Regions from separate parts of the Mus musculus genome. Here region 1 is linked to region 2. The links are chromatin contacts, called in public HiChIP or PLAC-seq maps. All regions are on one chromosome and are shown on one strand. The core of a region is the stretch at or near the end of the contact, and the rest is flanking DNA. Distances in the headings are between cores, read along the strand shown. Region 1 has its middle 140 kb from the start of Mir6354. Region 2 overlaps Pbx1 (pre B cell leukemia homeobox 1).

Region 1 (6,619 bases), core at 2,568-5,067, 460 kb before region 2:
GTTAGAATTCCATGGTGTTTGTATAAAGTCAAAATAAGAAATAAAATAAAAAATGAGCTCAGCTTGTAAAATAGTTTAAATCACTCCTCTCAAACGTTATTACTGAAAAAAAATATGCACAAAGTTCTTCTGATCATTTGTGAACACAAGCTGACTCCTGTACAGAGGAAAACCCCTCTTTCCTGCCTCCAGTCTCTGCTTCCTTCTCCAGATTTCACAACCATTGTAAACAAAAACAAAAACAAAAAACAAAACAAACCAGAAAACGAATATCTTACCCCTTCCTGTAGTCTCCCCTCCCCCAGCCTGAAACCTGCTTGCTCAGGGGTGGAGCTTCCTGCTCATTCATTCTGCCACGCCCACTGCTGGAACCTGCAGAGCCACACACGTGCACCTTTCTACTAGACCAGAGATTATTCGGCGGGAATCGGGTCCCCTCCCCCTTCCTTCATAACTAGTGTCGCTACAATAAAATTTGAGCCTTGATCAGAATAACTGTCTTGGCTACATTCCTTTCTCTCGCCACCTAGCCCCTCTTCTCTTCCAGGTTTCCAAAATGCCTTTCCAGGCTAGAACCCAGGTTGTGGTCTGCTGGCCGGACACAACACCTTCCAACATCAAAATTATGATGTGTTGGCTAAAATATATACTCAATTTAAAAAAAATAGCTAGGAGAATGATGCTGTAAAAATAACCAGATATATTTAAGAAAGATCTAGATTGAGGTTTGAAAAGTCTTGATTGATAATTTTAGATAACAGATTAAATAAAGATGAAAAGACAATTCATGAACTGAAAAATACATCAGAAAAAATATCTAGCGTGAGGCTTAGGGACAAGAAGATATGGAAAAATTAATAGCTTCCAATTTTTGGAGAGAAAGAAGTTTCAACGCACATTTAATGGAACCTTCAGGTAAGTAAGAGATGGTCAAATAGCATGCCATCTAATAAAATAGCAGGTCATCTAATAAACATACCTAAAATAGTTTCTGCTGAAAAAAATTGTCAATTTCTCATCCTTAGAAAACTGATATGTCAACCTGACAGAAAAGCTGCATGGCTTCTCGGCAGTATTGCTGTCCAGGAAAGGGTACATCAACTACATAACCACACCATTCACAGAACAATACGGAGGAGGGAATCCCACAAGCTCCCTTCCTTAGATGAAGGGCTACAGGCAGCCATGGCTGCTGAGAGGAGGGGAAACCCGTTTCTTCCAGACATGAACTCTCTGATAGGTTATCCAACCTAAGTCCTCAGTTCATGCTGATCTGAACAACACGGAATGGAATCAATAGGCTATGAGTTTTGTTTCTGAGTTTTGTTCCTATATAACAATAATAAGTAAAGAAGAGGTCATGCATTAAGATGGAGATGGGGAGGGCTTAGGGCCAGTTTAAGGGGGAGGAAAGTGTAGAAATTATGTATAGTTTTGCACTCATGTCTGATTCTAAAAACCAGACTGTGGGCAGAGCATGGAACTTAGTTGGTAGAGTGCTTTCCAAGCATTTATGGAGCTTTCAGATCCATGCCAGGACAGCATAAATATAGAAGTGGATGCTCACAGTCATTTATTGGATGGAACACAGGGCCCCCTAGGAGGACCAACAATATGTAATACATATACAGATATGTGTGTGTGTGTGTGTGTGTGTGTGTGTGTGTGTATGTATATACATATATATGTAAAACATTCTGTTATCAGATATAAAACTTTAACATGTCATTTTCACATTACCTCTTTCTCATTCCCTCTAATATTTGCTCTCTTTTTGGTTTCAGATTGTAGGTCAACTAAAACTATAGCTTTGACCCTTTATAGCTTTCAGATCTTTTCTATAATCTCTGTTTCATTTTTTATGCTGGAAAAAAATAAATTTCACTTGACTAGTTCTAGGTTACTGTTTAGATAGTCCTGTTTTGTTTGTTTGTTTTCTTTAATTAGATATTTTCTTTATTTACATTTCAAATCTTATCCCCTTTTTTAGTTTCCCCTCCCATAATCCCCTATCCCTCCCTCCTCCCTCTGCTCCCCAACCTACTCACTCCCATTCCTGGCCCTGGCATACCCCTATACTGGGGCATAAAACCTTCACAGGACATAGGGCCTCTCCTCTCATTGATGACCAACTAGACCATCCTCTGCTACATATGCAGCTAGAGCCGCCAGTCCCACCATGTGGTTTCTTTGATTGGTGGTTTAGTCCCAAGGAGCTCTGGGAGTACTGGTTAGTTCATATTGTTGGTCCTCCTATAAGGTTGCTCCTCCATTGGTGGCCCTGTGTTCCATCCAATAGGTGATTGTGAGCCTCCACTTCTCTATTTGCCAGGCACTGGCCGAGCCTCTCAGGAGACAGCTATCGTAATGATAATTTAAAATTATATTTTTACTTCCCAAAAATATAGATGGTACATTTTAAAGGTTTGTAGTCTCTCATTTCTGATTTTTCTAAGTTCCCCCTTTTATAAATTCCTTTTAAACATTGCATACATATTATTTATTTGGCGATGTCTGAGGATGGCAATATCTTTAGTTTTAGGGCCTGTATATCTATTATTGGTTTTCTCCCAGTGTTCTTGCATCTTCTTTTCTTTATGTTTAAGATACTTCCACAATGTTCCCAGATGTCACTGAGTACAGCCCAGGAACATTCTGAGAGCCTAAATCACAGGTTCTTCTCTACAGAAGGAATTCATCTCCTCCTGGGAGCAAAAGATTATTCATGAGTAAACAGCTTGAGTATCAGATTGGACTTCTGCATTCTCAGGTGGATCCAAGAGAAGATGGACCTCCAACTCTGGAATATGACATCATGCTTTTAGACATAAAAGTTTCAAAAAGCTTCATATTCAAGGGCTAGACCAAAAATTTCCTCTGCATCTTCATCTCTTACCTAGTAACATTTATTGTTATGCTGACAAAATATCCTTGCAGAAAGGGACATAGGTGAGGAAAGGTTTTCTGTTTGGGTTTTTAGGGTTTGGGGGTTGCTTTTGTTTTCTGCTTTCCACACCAAGTACATGCTGTCATTTCAGGGGAATCAAGGCAGCCTTGTCACATCACATCCACAGCCTAGATCAAAGAAATAAGGAACGTCTTTCCTTGCTTTCAGCCAGCCTCCTGCTCCCTTATACTGTCTAGAGACCCCATGCTGTAGTAACAGTGCTACCCACAATGGGCTGGGTCTTCCTCTATCAATCCCAAGTCAAGACAGTATCCCATCGACATGATTCCAGGTCAACCTGATCTTGGTAGTTCTTCATTAAAACTCTCTTCATGGTGACTCTAGGTTGTATCAAGTTGCTTAAAACTAAGCAGCTCGGTTTCCATGTTGTTTTCCTCAAACACAAGGTTTTTGTTTCTTCAAGGTCAAGAAGAATGCTATTTTATTTTCCCTTTTGTTTCTACCACCGAACAAAATGTGGAATGTGTGGTCATATTCTATAGCTCCTTTTAGAGTGTATGAATACCTGACTAAAGGTATATGTTCCTTTTAATTTAAATATGTAAACGTTTTTGGTAGGGGAAATAATACTTAACTCCTAAAAATATCTTTTACTGGGTTAAGCAGAGAAAGAGAGGGAAACAGGAAAGAAGAGAGGAGAGAGAGAGAGAGAGAGAGAGAGAGAGAGAGAGAGAGAGAGAGAGAGAGAGAGAGAGAGAGAGAGACGATGTGAATTTATGTGTACACTCCTCCTTGTGGAAACAACAGGTTTAAATATTGATGAAGTGGAACCTCCCATCCTCTGTGTGCATTGAACTGAGAGAAATTCATAACAGAATGAAATGCATAAGCGACTCGTGACCAAACCGAAACCGTCCCGTTTGTTGACGCAGCGTATATTCTGTGTCCAACCCGTAAACAGCAGAAACTGACATGAATGAATACGGTGCAAAGCAAATGAAACCGCTATCAGAGATGTTTCTCTCTCTTCCTGACAGAGTGGCTGCTGTCTTTTTGAGGCACCCAGCAACAAGGGGAAGAAAAATCTGCATAAAATATTCCAAGCGGAGGGTGGATAGCTGGTTCCAGAGTAGATAAACACTTTGACAAACACCCAGGAAGAATGTCTGTAACCTTCATCAAACTGAAAGGACAGGCAAGAACTGAGATGGACGACACTGTCCTGGAAATTACAGTCTCAGCGATTTGGAGACACTTCATTCTGCAAAGGAGCTGGGACTGGGGTGGGGGGAGTGGGTGAAATGGGAGGGTGGTAGGGGGAGATAAACAGGAAGTTTCAAATCTGCCCAAAATGGCATGGTGTATTTTTGTAGGTTATGGTATTAAAGGAGTCTAAAGTTGTCTCTAGAAAATGATATCTCCTAAAGTTCATCTCATCTTTTGAACAACTCAGAATTGACAGGAAATATTTAAGCAATTGTACGTGTCGTCTTCCTAAAAATCCTGACATTAAATAGTCTTGGGAAAGAAATTGCTCAGAAGAGAAGACGCATCTGTCTGTTAGTGAAATGAGAAGCATACAGATCATGAAAGGGTACATGCATCCACGAAGGCCTCTCATATGTGGAGCCCAGTCCTAGGCACTAGGAAAAGAGGAATCTTTTCCCCTTACCCTTGAAGGGTCTGTAGAGGGGACAGGATGAAGTTCAGGCTACACATGAACCCCCAAGTGTCAACTGAGTCCTTAATATCTGAATGTGCATCTCTCAAAGCAATCTGAACGCAAAGATGGCAGGCTGGGATGGCATCCTAAAAATAGCAGGCTTTACCCTCTGACTTAAAAGGCATATTTTTTAAAAAATGTATTAATCACTTGATGTCTTAATTTTGAGGAATAAATTTTACTGTATATGATAGATTTCGCATATATCTTACATGACTTAAATTGAACTTCCAAGACTGTTTTTAAGTTTCTATGAGACAATGAGATTTCCATCAAAGAATCACACAGGAAAAAGATGGATGACCCAGCTTTATAGTAGTCAGGCAGTCAAGTCAACCAACTTCTTCTTTTATTTATTTTTTATTTTTCCTATTTAGGCTCTCAAAGGATTGGATGATACCCACTTGTCCACCAATTTAAATGCTAATTACTCCTAGAACTACCTGCACAGACACACCTAGATATAATGTTTGTCTAGCTGTCTAGTTCACAGGCAGTCAGGGCTAGGCTGGAAGCCACAACGTACATGGATTCTCCCAGGTATTACTGCACTTCTCATCCTGTTGTCACAAAATCAGTTCTTCATAACAAATATGTCCATATTGTTCATGTCACTTAATGATACTTATTTTGTTTGTATTGGTTCATGTGCATTTAGGATAGACATGTGGATATAAACATAAATATATAAATATGTCTGTGAATACATACATACTCACCCTATGTTTTCTATTGCTAAGAGAACCCTGAGAAACATACACAGATCACTTAACCCTTAGAAATCAGGTCTAGCATTTTTTTGGACAAGTCAGATAAGTCTCCCTTAATTGAAAAGCAGTGAAAAGTAAAAACTATAATTAGAATCTTGGAAATTCTTTAATCCTAGTTGTTTCTTATATTTCCTCATACATTCAGGCAAGTTAAAGGTCTTTGTGCAGTGGAATTAGCTGGGCACAATGAGATACACGTTTAAGGGAAGACCATAGTCTTCGTCAAACTAATGACTGCGGTGAGGATGTATCCCTTGAACAAAGCTGAGTCCTAAAACCTACGTCCACATGACAGTAAGACTAATACTGTGCTGAATCTCCATTTCCACCGTTCTTCCCAGGAAGTGGTGCTGATGAGGAGGACAACAGAGAACATGCAGCTAGAAGATGCAGCTAGAAGATGCAGCTAGAAGATGGAGGTGTCCGATTTGTGGAGAAGAGGAAGCATGCAGAAACCTCTCTGATCCACATACCAGCTATTCCCTTCCTCCAAATCCATACCACTCCACAGAGAGAAATAACCGAAGCAAAGCTTTGAACTGGGTATCTTCCTGCAAATGGAGCGTGATGCAGACATAGGAAGGGTAGAAGTCATTCATTGATGTTCACACCAGTGTATCATGTTAGCCTGAGAAGTAATACTCCTAATTTTGTTAAATTGTTAGATTTTTGTTAACTTTTGTAAATGAATGCTTGGGGGAGGAGAAAAGCAGTTAGCTGAAAGAAATAAGGGAATGTACCTGTGGCCCATATTTTAATATTGGCTCCATCTTGGAGAGTATATTTCTCTTTATAACTGGAAGTTGGAGGGATGGTACTCACCTGTTCACAACGTTGTTCTTCCTATGGCGCTGCAAACCCCTTCAACTCCTTGGGTCCTTTCTCTAGCTCCTCCATTGAGGACCCTGTGCTCCTTCCAATGGTTAGCCGTGAGCATCCACTTCTTTATTTGTCAGGCACTAGCAGAGCCTCTCAGGAGACAGCTATATCAGGCTCTTGTCAGCAAGCACTTGTTGGCATCCACAATAGTGTCTGGGTTTAGTAACTGTATATGGGATGGGTCCCCAGGTGGGGCAGTCACTGGATGGACTTCCTTCAGTTTCTGCTCCACACTTTGTCTCTGTATTCCATGGTTATTTTGATCCCCCTTCTAAGAAGGACCAAAGTATCCACACTGTGGTCTTCCTTCTTCTTGAGCTTCATGTGGTCTGTGAATTG
Region 2 (6,817 bases), core at 1,524-4,023:
GTGAAATTAGTAAATAGTTCCTTTGTTGGATGGTGCTTGTAGGGGATGGAACACGCAGACAAAGCACCTGAGACAGGCTTCCCAGACCTCTGAATCATCCAGGTGCCTGTGCCAGGACCTAACCTTATTGCAGAGCTGATAATTGCGTCGTTTTAGCCATGAGAGGCGCCTTTTGAGAGATGTATTGATTGTGCATACCGATATCAAAGGAGCTCTTCCTCAGTGTGCCTCTTAGGTTTTTCTTGTTATTTTGTCTTGTTATTTTCTTTCTTTCCTTCTTTCTATTAGCTCAGAGAAGGAAGCCGGGGGCTCGTGTGCCTATGTGTCTCCTTCTCTCCTAATTTTCCTTCTCGTTTGAAGTCTTCTGTGGTTATTCACTTTGAATGGCGGGTTTTGTTTCTCATCAAGTTGGAGTTTTGTTTTGTTTTCTAATCTCGGTTCATGAAATGTAGAGTCACAATAAGAAGGAATCGGAACTAAAGGGACAGAAGGAGAGTTTCTCTTTAAAGATACTGTATTCTGTATTTTTATTGGGAAGGGTACCACTGAGGTCACCGACTTGTACATCATGGCCCAAGTGTTCAATTCTCATCTCCTAATTAAAACCTGCTGAGGTAGTGTAGATCAAAGTGGGTGGCTGTGAAAAGAGGTCCGATTCAGGTGCGCAGTGAAGACTTCGCCCATGATTAATATTGGCTACGGTGCCGGGGGTGGGGTGGAAGTGGGGAGAAATTGTCGAATTGGCCAAAATGATGTTCTTATGGTTGGAAGATATTAATCTGTTTGTTGGTTGTTGTTGTTGTTTTTTTAAATTATTGTCAATATGAATATGGTTGGAGTCTTAAAAATAATATTATTTGAAGTTTTATGTGTTATTGATACAGGATGCCTTAAAGGATAGCTTATGAAGTAATGTAATTAGTGATGGTTCCTGTGTGAAGAGGGGTACAAAACAAGATTCTATGGAGAGGATTCCTGACTCGGGGGAGCAGGAACTCGCTTTTATTCTTCCAGTTGAGTGTTGGGAGGCTGGAGAGAGGGAACAGACGGAGGTGTCAGTGGTAGAGCAGACAGTACTGTGTTTAAAATCAGCTTTTATTACTAAGAACCGTGTGATTTCTGTGTTCAGGATCTGGGCTGCCTGTGTATCTTCATGCCTTTGATGCCCTGGGGTAATGAATGCAAAGTGTCTGGAAAGTTGCACAAGTCTTTCATTTCAGTGCCCGTTTCTGTCTGTCTGTCTGTCTGTCTGTCTGTCTGTTTCCCTCTCTTTTTCCAAAACTAGTAAAAAAAAAAAGGTGGTCTAAAAGACCAGGTCACATGCTTCTGTGCTGTCCTGGAACTTTTCTTATTGGGACTATCAAGGCCCACAGCACTGAACAAGTGGCCTTGCTGAGGCCATTCAGGGTAGAGCAGATCTGTGTACTCTGGCCAGGAGCTGGGGTGTGTGTGTGTGTGTGTGTGTGTGTGTGTGTGTGTGTGTGTGTGTGTGTGTGGTGTGTTGTGTTGGCTTGCTGCTGCTTTTGTTTCTTGGGTTTTATTGATTTAGTTGGAAGATTGAGGTAAATAGGAAAACTTACAGAGATGCCTGATCAACCTTTTTGGTATTTAAAAAACAAAAACAAAAAACACGTGCATGATACCTAAGGCAGGCTGCACGGACTGAATTATAGTTGATTGATGGGTATTTAAGTCAGAAATTACTTTGGGATTTTTGAAAAGTAGATGAACTTGAGTGTTTTGCTTTTGAGTGTGGGGAAGTGTTTATTTTGATACTTTATGCTTTTAAAATATAAACGCTAAGGTAAAAAATAAAATGCCAACAAAATATTCAGGTTACAGCTTGCGCTCAGCCTCATGCAGACCCTGTTGAGAGCCACGGCAACAAACTTTACAGATGTGCCTTCCAGCTGTATCGTCAGTCTGGGACCATAGCTGCTTTAAATACAGAATTTGGGTCATTTACAATCAAATTTCCTTTTAAAGAACTGTCACTTGTCCTTTTACATGTTAGCGATAGGCTGCATTTTGCCTGTGTCTACGTGGGCTGGAAAATGGGTTTCTTGGGACTGAAGAATAGGAGAAAAAAGTCAAACATGTTGATTTTCTGAAGGAGGAAAAAAGATCTGCAATATTTAATAAATACTTAAAATTTTTCTTTTTAAAAAATGTTTACACTTCTCTGTCCAAAAAAAAAAAAATCATAAGTTTAAAAGTCAGGAAAGGTGAAAAGAGAGCCTTATTTACTAAAGAGAGGAGTCCGAGACACCTGGGAGCAAGCTGCAATTGTGAGTGAATTTGAATTTTAGCACCTAATAGCTTTCTCTGGCACTCCTCAGCTAAGTTTATACCAAGTGTAATCTGCTCTTGAGTTCAATCAAATAATTGGAGGAGGGTTTAAAAACCGATCCCCCCCCTTTTTAATCCTCTTTTGTCTCTCTGTCTGTCTGTATCCAATTAACACCCCCATCGTGGTGCTGCCGATTGGCTTTTTACCCTTCCCCTTATTTCTCTTTTCACTCCCACCCTTCTCCATCCTGCATGCCACTACCACAGCAGTTATAGGATGGGACACTTCCTTCTCTCCCTGCCCCAGGAAGAGCTAGAGAGGTGTGTGTGTGTGTGTGTGTGTGTGTGTGTGTGTGTGTGTGTGTGAGAGAGAGAGAGAGAGAGAGAGAGAGAGAGAGAGAGGACTGACTGTGGAAGGAAGCTGTGTGTGACTTCAAAAGACACAAGTGACCTTGCTCCTTGAGCAGAACTGGACTGAAATAGCTGTAGACAGTCTGGAAAGGCCTCCGACCGGGTCCCTTTCCGAGCTGGGTGGGAGTATTGGAGATGCTAGCCTTCAAGGCCTGGCAACTGCAAAACCTTTTATTAATTTTTGTTTTTTTTGAAAAGACATCTAAGGAGTGGAGAATTTGGTCCTTTCAGGCTGCATGCCAGGGAGAATGGGCTAAGGAGAGGAAGGAGCAGCAACCATCCCTCCCTCACGAGATACTGGCTTTCCAAGTGAGGCACACGTGCTGTAGACCATCAGTGTGACTCTGAGAGAGTGTCGGGCTGTATGTGTGTGTGTGACTCTGAGAGGGTGTCGGGTGGACTGGAGGGAAGTCATGTCTTGTCTCCAGGCATTTCAGTGCCTTTCCATTCCTTGAAAGTGGGTTTCCAGACAGATGAGCTCCCAAGAAGTGTGAAGAGGGGTAGCGTATGATTTGCTCGTAGCGTCTCAAAAGAGATCGAGGGCAATAGTGTGTTATTTGTTTCCTCACCTGGATAGAACTTGAGAGACAGTTTGCGTGGAGACTCTGCAAGAGGCCGTGTGCAAGGGAGAACATTAGACCTAGAAGTGCCTGAGGTGCAGACTAGGGGCTGTGAGTAGTTCCGGAGGGGCTGAGATCAACTGGAGATTCCGGGACTCAGCTCCCAGCCCGGGCTCGGCCTTTTAAAGGCTTTGCCTCTGTGTTCTGTTGATATCCAAAAATGTTCTCTCATTCTTGGCAAAATTACAAAAATACCCCTGAACCAGTAAACAAACCCAAACCTAGATATTGGCCATACGTAAACACAAAATCATGGGAATTTTTAAAGTAGAGCTCTGGCACCTTTAAAAACATTTTATTTTAGTTATACTTATGTATTTATTTGTGAGGGTGCAGGGTGGGGGAGGTGAGGGAGGAGTGCCATGACAGATGTGTGGAGGTTAGAAAACAACTTTCAGGAACTGGTTCTCGCCTTTCAACGATGCAGGCCCTGGGGATCGAACTCAGGTGTCAGGCTCAGCTGCGAGCACCTTTACTGTCAGAGGTATCTCACAGGCCCCTGGCTTCTATTGTGACCTACCTTGGATGTGTGTCCCTTAGGAAAGCCAAACCTCAAGTTTTGTTCTGAATATCTTTTAGATGGAAGTGGTAATGTCTTTTTCCCCCTTGAGACAGGGTCTCACTCTGTAGCCCTGGAACATGTTATGTGTTATGTATACCAGGCTGGCCTTGAACTCCCAGAGATGGACCTGCCTCTGCCTCTGCATCCCACTGCTGGGATTAAGGGTACAGACAACCACTCCCCCCTTTTTTTCTTTCATCCAGGGCATCCACTCCTTCCTCTTACCTTCTTCACCTGGGTCAAGGGAAGCCGCGGGTTCCCACATCATGCTGTTCCTTCACTGAGGTTGTGCGGAGGGATCTGGGAACACAAAAGTTGGTAAAGATAAACATGGGGTCCCTGAGCTCCCTGTCAGCAGCTCTCTCAGGGCGCCTTTTCATCGACCCCTGTACACGCAGGAACACATACCTGAGGCCCTCTAAAGATGGTGGAGGAGGCTTAGTGTTCCAGGGAATGGGGGTGGGCATGGGAGTGTCTGGGTTTTGCTCGCTTGGCATCTCAAAGACAGCAATTCTTAGCAGTTTGGAAAATGGCTCCCTGGGCATAAAAAGTTCAGGTGTAGATTGTCATGGGACTGGAAAGCCTGCCCCGGCGATGACAGAGGAAGGTCACTAGTGCCTAAAGGCTCTGTGGGGTCAGAGTCCATCCTTTTCGGCCTATGATTTATAGTTTTACCTACATCTGCCCCTGAAAGATTTGTCAATAAGTGGGTATTGGGGTGGGTGCCTCATGCTTTTTGCTCTTTGTATACTTCCAACTGAGCAACTTTCAGACTACAGATAGATTTCTTAATTTTAGGAGGAACTGTGACACTAGCTGGTAGGTAACTACTTGGTTTCTATAGCCAGCCCCCTTGATCTACCACTCTTTGCTGTGTGACCTTCTTTAGGTTGCTAAACTTCTCTGAGACCAATTTTCCTTTTTCTATAAAATGAAGGTCACAGTGATATTTATCTGAAAGTGTTGCTATGGTGACTCTCTCTTGAGATGCTGATACCCACACTTGGGTGTGTGTCATCCTTTTCCTGGTACCTTCCCAAGCTTGACTGTATGGTGAAGGGTCACTGGGAGGACTAAACGATGTAGTATATGCCTAGTGGAAACAGACATGACTGGTGGGTTTTATGGTTTCTGGCCCTGTTTTCTTACATGAAAGAGAGAGACCTGCACCAGATGGTCCCTAAGGGTGAGCCAGTTCCAAGGCTTGAAAGAGGAAAAATTGCTGAATTTAAGGTTAGCTTCTTTTGTTTCTCATGTATTTTCTGCAAGTGAGAATTAGATGTGTTTCATCAGAAGTCGGGCATGGAACAGAGTGATGAAGAGGAAGGTCAGGGCCTTTTAATCATGTTCTTCCTGGACAACTACCGCCTAGCCAGCTAGAATTGCCTGCACGGTGGATAATGTTTGCCCAGCAACACCAACCGGAAACAAGGCATCCTCAGGGTTAAAATATTTTCTCTGAGCATGCCCAGTTGGTGCCTGTCAACCTACTGAGCTTCAAGGTAGGAACTTGTTTTAAAAAAAAAGAAGAAGAAGCCAGAGTCACGTGACCTCTCCCCAAATTCCCAATATGTTCTGTATTTAGGAGAAATGCTATCTTTGTCACTGAGATGGGCTTCATGACACACAGCAGGCTACTGTTTCTTCATGTTATTTTTTTAAAACATATGTTTGAAATGTATTTTATATACCATGAAATTCACCCCTTTGCAAAATACAGCTCAGTGATTTTTAGTGTATTCAGCGAGTCCCCAGTGCCACAATCTAGTTTTAGAACTTGTTGGTCCGCCCCTGACCTAATATTTATCACCAGTCTGGCCATGTCCCTCTTTCCCATGCCTAGACCCTATCAGCCCTTCATCTCACAGTCTGCCTCTCTGCATAGGGCCATTTTACAGGAATATAACCATACCCCATGCCGTGCTTTGTGACTAAGCTCTTCCACTTAACATGTTTTCAAGGTTGGTCTACCTGTTCAACACACATATGAGAACTCTTCCAATCTTTTCTCAACCAAATACTATTTCGCTGAGTGGATCTCTACATTTGTTTCATCCACTGCCAGCTGCTAGACACTTGGGTTCTTTCCCCTTCTTGGCTGTTGTGGATACTGTTGCTGTTCTGTGGATACTGTTGCTGCTCTGTGGATACTGTTGCTGCTCTGTGGATACTGTTGTTGTTCTGTGGATACTGTTGCTGCTCTGTGGATACTTTATTACATTACAGTGTTTGCGTGTCCATGTCTTCTGTACACATAGGAGGGGAAGTACTGGGTCACTTGGTAACTCTATGGCTAGATTGTGAGGGCATGCTAAAATGTTTTTCAGAGTTCCTGCAGTGGATACAGTATTTGAAAATAAACAATAATAATAATAATAAATCAACTACTCCAGGTATACTTCATGGCCTGTTGCTGTTGACATATTCTTGAGTCCTGTTATGCTTGGTGCTGGGTTTTGTCCTCAGCGATCCTGGGCATCCACTTGTGCTAACCTACTCCGTTCTCTGATTGGAGCTCTTTCTTTTCCAAGTTTAGGATCCTGTTGTGTGTCCCCCCCCCCCTCGTCCTTGAGTCAGTCAATCTTTAAGCTCAGTGAAAAGACATACTGTGAAAAGTTTATTTCACCTGAAAATGTGCATGATCAGGAATTCTGTGGCTGTCCTCTCAGGACAGTTAGCACGCTAAAGAGTTAGCAGGGAAAGTCAAAGCAATGAATATGGAACTCTGGAGTAAGGTATGCCACATCCTTGGGGAGGAAGACACTCGGCAACCGTCGGTGGTAACCTTGGATGCTAGACCATGGGCTTGCAGTCAAACCAACCGGGTCAAATCGCATTGGTTATTTGATTTCACAGGGCATCAATTTCCTCATCTGGAGTGAAAACAATACCTAGGACCCAGGCTCTCTTGACAGACTAAACAAGACAACACCAG

The links. HiChIP or PLAC-seq counts read pairs in DNA pulled down with a chosen protein or histone mark.
Region 1: a contact with region 2 is called in an H3K27ac HiChIP or PLAC-seq map of SST interneurons, with 4 times the contacts expected there. The contact joins two enhancer-like sites. A contact is called at or near these places in 2 of 39 promoter capture datasets (liver and second pharyngeal arch cranial neural crest), 5 of 115 datasets of contacts at active chromatin or transcription factors (SST interneurons, embryonic basal ganglia, embryonic forebrain and 2 more) and 1 of 9 other capture datasets (pancreatic islet).

What each region holds. Positions count from the first base shown.
Region 1 is chr1:168,878,814-168,885,432 of GRCm38.p6, reverse strand. No RefSeq gene overlaps it. Among named protein-coding and RNA genes, the nearest start is that of Mir6354, 140 kb to the left of the region's middle. Within about 2 kb of position 3,817, at least 4 of the 459 cell types and tissues checked have an H3K27ac peak or open chromatin away from gene starts, as enhancers often do. A contact at or near this core is called in SST interneurons, where this site is marked.
Region 2 is chr1:168,419,812-168,426,628 of GRCm38.p6, reverse strand. All of the region lies in intron 2 of Pbx1 (pre B cell leukemia homeobox 1), which reads left to right. Among named protein-coding and RNA genes, the nearest start is that of Pbx1, 8.9 kb to the left of the region's middle. Within about 2 kb of position 2,773, at least 29 of the 459 cell types and tissues checked have an H3K27ac peak or open chromatin away from gene starts, as enhancers often do. A contact at or near this core is called in SST interneurons, where this site is marked.